Linked DNA regions of Rattus norvegicus: region 2 is linked to region 1. A link is a contact called in public HiChIP or PLAC-seq data. All regions are on one chromosome and are shown on one strand. Each heading gives the region's core, a stretch centred on a gene start, on an enhancer-like site or on the middle of the called end of the contact. The rest is flanking DNA. Distances are from core to core; before and after follow the strand shown.

Evidence for each region. HiChIP or PLAC-seq counts read pairs in DNA pulled down with a chosen protein or histone mark.
Region 2: an H3K27ac HiChIP or PLAC-seq map of oligodendrocytes shows a contact between it and region 1, with 9 times the contacts expected there. The contact joins the promoter of Amotl2 here to the enhancer-like site in region 1. A contact is called at or near these places in 11 of 12 Hi-C or Micro-C datasets (the A7r5 cell line, the Rat2 cell line, Schwann cells and 6 more) and 1 of 1 datasets of contacts at active chromatin or transcription factors (oligodendrocytes).

Annotation. Positions count from the first base shown.
Region 1 is chr8:112,094,991-112,098,277 of GRCr8, reverse strand. No RefSeq gene overlaps it. Among named protein-coding and RNA genes, the nearest start is that of Cep63, 12 kb to the right of the region's middle. Within about 2 kb of position 1,512, at least 5 of the 93 cell types and tissues checked have an H3K27ac peak or open chromatin away from gene starts, as enhancers often do.
Region 2 is chr8:112,180,969-112,184,255 of GRCr8, reverse strand. It overlaps Amotl2 (angiomotin like 2), which reads right to left and starts at 1,630. Exons shown (of 10, transcript NM_031717.1): 1 at 1,543-1,630.

The DNA of each region.
Region 1 (3,287 bases), core at 263-2,762:
TCAGTACAGATAAGAGTTTTGACCCATGTCCCAGATCCTCTTTCAAAAGCAGTGAGAAGAGGTTTTTGGTTTTGTTTTCATGAACATAAACAATACTTTTCTAAGTTTTGCAGCCTTCATATGATTATCTGAAAAAAATTATCCAAAGAGCCACCACTTTTTCAGAATGCTAGCTGTGGAATTTCCTTTCTCAGCCTGTCAACTCTTATCCCTGGATGTGACCCTTGCCCATAGGCTTGTTGTCTTTCCTTCCAGACTGCTTAAAACACATTTATGTAAATTCATAGTCAGCCACGCACACACAAACATATCAACAGCACCCACACCAAGAGCTGTTGAAACATCAATTTGAGAAAAAATGTATGCAGGAAATGAAGTCTGGATGCTTAACTTAAATGATTATCATTCTTTAAGCTACCGTGGAGTGTTGAATGCATTTTTACTCTTTGATTCCAGAAGGCCGAGAAAAGTTGACAGACTCCTCCTGGTCCCAAGATCAGCAAGGGGTCAACTAGATCTTAAAACCAGAGTCAGGCAGGGGCTGGAGCTCAGGGGTAGAGTGCTTCCTGAGCAAAATGGAAGGTCCTGGGTTCAAACCCCAGTGTAGTTCCCTTAAGAGAGAACTCCCACCCAGGTCTTCTGCCTTCTGAGTTATTGCTGCTTAACCTTGACATCTCTAAAGGCCACGAGATATATTTGGACTCCACAGTTTAATATAGGATGCCTTTGAAATGCCTATCGCATTATATTGATAACAAGCGACAGGTCAGGTTTCAGGTGTTTGTCCTGGGTCCCAATCTGCTCAAATACATCACCTGCACTGCCTCATTTAACCTGAGAAGTGCGTGATGTAGGTGTACTGTCAATCTTGGTTTCAAGGAGACCTGGGTTTAGTGAGGTAATAACCTGTGAGGGGTTGTACAGCTGGAGTGTTGCCTGGCTTTGGTTTTTGAGCCGAAGTCGTCTTGTTTCAAGGTCTGTGCTCTTAATTACTGTACACACATTTTATGCATACAGAATGTTAGATAAGTAACTATTTTTTAAAAAAGATTTATTTTTTTTTATATAAGAGTACACTGTAGTTGTCTTCAGACACACCAGAAGAGGGCTCGGATCCCATCACAGATGGTTGTGAGCCACCATGTGGTTGCTGGGAATTGAACTCGGGACCTCTGGAAGAGCAGTCAGTGCTCTTAACCACTGAGCCATCGCTCCAGCCCTAGATAAGCAACTATTAAAGGGAAACAAATGAGCTGTGGATCTGACATGAAAGGTATTTCAGAGACTTTGCAAAATGAAAGCAGGGAGGGAAAGAAGTTAAATGCTTTTAGATAAGAAGATAAATGCTAGAGTTACAGTAACATAATAAAAAAAGCAAGTGACAGAAAAAAAAAAAAAACCCAAACAAATATTATGGGAAGATGGCTGACGGACTGAGAGAAAGATACAGGGTGAGAAAAGCCCGTGGGGAAACAAGGACCAGCTTCTGCCATGAGTGTCCTGAGCCCAGTGTAGGGCTCTGATGCCTGGAGCCTGTATTCCCAAGACTCCCAAGAGTCCCTTTACCTCCCCAGATCCGGGACAGCTTGGGTGAGAGCAGGGTGTGTGGAGAGGTAGGTACATCTCCTAAAATCACCACGGCTGTGGGAATAGAGCCTGGAAGGAGAGAGGCTGGGAATGCAAGAGCCTTGAAAGAAGACGGATCAGACCACAAGGGGTCTCAGTCAAGGGCAGGCCTTACGGCAAACTCACTGGTGGTTTGGCAGAAAGTCCGCCAGTTACCAGCATGGCTGCCACTTAGTGAGTAGCATTTAGAAGGCAGGTGGCATGGAATCTGGGGGCAGAACGTCCGGAAGAGCGAAGGCAAGACCAGAGTATGGGTGGAGGAAAGTCTTTTTTGCCCTTGGGTGATGGCATCTCCATAAAGGGGGTCTGAGTCACCAGGGAAGACGTGGATGACAGGGACGGGCTTTTCACATCACCCTCTCTCATTTCCTCTCCAGTCATTTGGTATTTTTGAGCTCTCTACCCTTTGTCCCCTTTTCCTGCCCCCAGCAAACCCAGCTAATGAGTGTGTGTGCGAGCATGTTTTTCTGCCCAGGCACAATCACCTCTCAGAGCGGTATTAGCCGAAAACAAAGGAAACGGCTATGATTAGTCCAAATTTGAGCCACAGAAATAGTTCTTGCATATATTTAACCAACTGAGTAAAACAATCTAAAGAAAAACAGGCATAAAGTCTTCATACTACTGAGCAGCAGTAATGGACGGAGGAGTTGAGCACTGTCCCCAGCTGTCATTGTACTTTTCATACCTTATTTGGGTCAAAGGGTCTACTCTGAGACAGGGCTAGAGAAGGTTACATAGTCATTGGCTAAGAGCCAAGGGAAACTGCAGTTAGGACATGCCCCGGAGTCACATGATTACCTTGCCTCAAGTGCTCTTAGCTGTCCGAGCACCTGTCCTGCTCAGCTTACAGAATCTTACCTGCCCCTTATCCCATGGTCACTCAGGCAAGCCTTCCAGAATTCAATCTGCAACCGCCTTGGGAGACCTTGAGAGGGCCCTGAAGTCCCTTGTATGCGGCCCCGGGCGGTCGCTAAGGAGCTCGCCCTAGTTCTCTGCTCTGCTTCTCTGGGATCTGCCTGCTTTTCTAGTGCTTTAAAGTCTGCTGATACGGAACCTTGAATGCTCGCCCTCCCAATGTAGTGACGTTTGGGTTACTCCTCTCTAGTCAACATGGAACCCTGACTGATGGCTGCTGTGGATTAGCTAGCTACATAACGTTCGGAATCCATTGCAAGATGAAAACGCTTTAACAAGCGCTTGAAAGGTTCAGGATAAGAAAGGTGAAGCGTTAGTCTAAATGCATGCTTCTGAGAGTGCAGAGCTGGCTGGCTCAGGGGCAGAGGCAGACTAGAAGTGTCCATCATCTGAGTCCCAGCTGCCCTTCTGGGCCAGCCCCCTCAGGACTTGCTGCTTCCACTGGGTTCACTGAGGGACTTTGGTACAGGAAGGCATTAGGAACCAGACACAAAATTTTAAAAAGGAGTCGAGCGGCCCCTGCTGGGTACAAAGGGGCACTGACGACAAACTCAAAAAAAAAAAAAAAAAAAAAGACAAACCAAAAAAATAAAGGGGGGGGGGCAACCAACCCCCTCCCCCCCAACCGAATGAGACCATCTTTTTTTTTTTTGGTTGCAATTATATTTTGGTAATTTAACAGGACTATTTACTGTTTCATATATCTAAGGTCCCCTAATAAGACTTTTCAGTTCTGTCTCTGT
Region 2 (3,287 bases), core at 381-2,880, 86 kb before region 1:
GAGTCGGACCCTGGGCTGCAGATAAAATAAATCCTTGTCACAGATGACCTTCGCAGTCACTCTGCAAGGTGAGCAGCCTGAGAAGCTGCATGTGAACTGGTGAGGCAGAGGTGTGACTGCAGTAATTGAGCCAGCAAAATATTGATCCTCCTCCTCCTTTCTTCACACACACACACATACAAACTTAGAAAAGCCTCTACTTGTACCCTAGAGGTACACAGGGGATGACCCTCTGTATCTCTGTTGATATTAGTAACGACCACCTATGCCAGTTGATGGGGTAATGAGGTGAGGGGGAAGACGAAGGAAGGGCTCGTGGGGATGTGGCCCCTTTCTCTTCCGTGCTATCCCCAGTGTGCAGCCCCACTTTGGGAATGATGTGTTGGCAGAGCCCTGAATGGTATGTTGGTAATGAGCCCCGAGGGCACCCAAGCCGGCAACTAATACCCCCACCCCCACCCCAGCTGCACCCTACAATGTGTAAGACTTGAGACTGTTCGCACGCAGCTTTTTCTACGCGGCATTTCCTACGTTAATCACTGTCTGGGCTGACTCCCGCTAAGGAGGATCCGGGAGCGGCTAGAAGGAATGCAAAGCCTTCCCGACAGATTCCAGGCGCGCCAACTATGAGCCAGGCTCCCCGGGAGCACGGAACATTTCCGAGGCCTCTCATCACACACACGTCCCAATCTAATCCCCTAGATGCACAATCTTTCAAATTCTTAGGGTTGAGCAATTTCTAAAAATCAGCTTCCTTACTCGGACGTTGTACCTGGGCTGCTCTGGAACACTGCACTCGGAAAACCAGCTACCTTTCTAAGCAAACATGCTTCTCTGGCCTTGGCTCGGGCTCCCTCCAGCAAAAAGAACCAACGCTAGTCTCTAAGTCAGCCAGACCAGGGTTCCCGCGTTTCCCACCTCCACCGAGGTGGACCACTAGCACTGGTGGTTGCCCGAGTGCCCCGGGCAAGCAAAACCCACACCCGCGAGAGGTCTTTAAGCATCGCGGGTCCGCCTCTCTCCCTAACCCTCTTTGTTTTCCAAATACTTCAGCGCTGACGTCACCGGACTGGACAGCAGGCTGCATTCTTTCTAAGTGAGAGCCAGTTCGTGGCTCCGGAGAGGATTTTCCAAGGAAGACAAAGAGGAATTCTTGATCTAGCTGACGGTAAAAGCCACCTGTATCCCCAATCTAGACAAAGCAATCACGGTGACCCCGTATTCGGCGAGATATGCCTACAGCAGCTATTCACTTGCCCCGTACGAGACGCACACTCCCAAACACTGATCCTCTGTCCTTCCTCCAGCCCCAGTGGGTCGGAGAATCGTGTCCTCACCCCCACAAAAGCGCGAGCAGCCTAGGCTAGACAGACACCCAGGATCAATCCTCGAAAGGGTGCACAGTGTCCCCTCCCCGGGGAGGCTCCTCCACTCCAGCTCCGATCTCCAGAAAGAGTCGGGCTGATCGCGGTGTCCGGGTGCCGCTGGGAAGCGTCCCCGCAGGCTTCGCGCACTACCCGGAGCGCCAGGCGCCTTGCTTACCGCTGCGGCCCGCGGCTGCCGGCGCACGCAGACCGGGTTCGGCTTAGGTACGGTCGGCAACGGAGGTGCGCACTCGTCGGTGGCGCCGACGATCTGCTTGCTCGCGCCCCAGTGCGCAGCCTCTAGGTCAGCCCGCGCTGGAGGCGGCTGCTATGCCAGGAATGTGAGAGTTTCAGGTTCCCCCTCGGGATCAAAGCGAACCACAAATAACCTCTCAGCGCGCCGCCCTCCTCCGCTCTCCGCCTCCCCCCGCCTCCTGGCCCAGCCCCCGCCTTCCTCCGGGGAGGCGGCGCTGCGGCCGGCGGCTGGGCTGGCCTCAGCCTTGTCCCCTTGTGCCACCCTGGGCTCTGGGGCCGTACGGCATTCCCTGCCTTCTGCCTTGCTGTCCTAGCTGTTGGGGGTGTCTTAACCAACTGGTCCCAAGATCGCCCCACCACTGTCCGCACCCGGTTCTCACCCGTCATCCTTACATGCACCGAGGGACGACTTCCAGGGATAAGCCTCGAACGCCCGGTGGTGGCTGCAAGAGGGGTCTGTGGCTTTTTGGAGATGGCGGGAGGACTGCAAAGCACTTTACATCCGCCCAGCTTGGGCCGTGTTGCAGGCGAACCAACCGATGCTTCGGCCCGCAGCTGCCCAGCCTCTTTCCTAACCCCTACTATTTCACCCCCCAGCGGCAAACTTTGAATTGCACTTTTATTGTTTACAAACACCTTCGCCAGCTCTTTTAGATCCCGCCTCTACAGGAAGTGTGTGAATCTGGGTTGAAAATCTGGTGGATTTAACCCACTACCCAAATGAATCAGCCACTCACTGGGCACTCTCTCTAACTTCTCCCCAGCTCCGTTCAGCTTTAAGTCAAGCACAAGGCGGGTCACCACTTGCTCTTTACTCGGCCATAAGATTCTAGTCACTCTCCAACCGTGCTCTCATTATCTCTGTAATAAATAAGAAACCAAGGCTCAGAGAGTTTAATAACTTACCTAGGGTCACACAGAGAATAGCTGATGAAGCCAGGACTCTTTTCTTGGTCTTCGGAATCCGGGTACCCTAGCCTGATAAGGCGGGCCCAGAGAGTCTCTGCTTCCACCTACCTGTCCCCAGTTCCAATCTTTTCCAATTTGTCTACACCTAGCCAGCCCTCTTTGTCTTCCCCTTCTCTGGCTTCTGGTGTTCTACTTTAGTGTGGAATGGACTCCTCTGTCTGTCATTTCTGACTCCCCTCCTCCTCCCTCCTCTGGTTAGAGCTCCCGGTCGGCATGCATTCCTTCCTCAATCCCATTCACCTAGAATCGGCCTAGATTTCTGCCGTGGGCTGGCCAGGTCCTCCCCTCCTTTCCTCAGCACAGCGATCTCAATTCCCAACTTTGCTGGAGTAGACCAAGGATGGGAAACCTTTCAAACTCAATAGCCAGGGATGTGACTAGTTTTGCATAAAGCTTTCCTTTAAGAGTGTGTGTGTGTGTGTGTGTGTGTGTGTGTGTGTGTGTGGCGGGGATTCCTTAGGAGTTAACCACCCTTGCTGCCTTTACAAAGGATGTGCCTACGGGTCCCAGCACCCACCTGGTGGTTCACAAGCATCTGTAACTCCAGTTCCAGGCTATCTGATAGGCAGTTCTGAATTATGCTGGTACCAGGCACCCACGTGGTTGTCGATCACACATGCAAGCAAAGTATAGCATACCTATAAGATGAAGTAAATAAAAGTCTAAAACCAAAAGAAAATGTGTGTATGTTTTACTTGA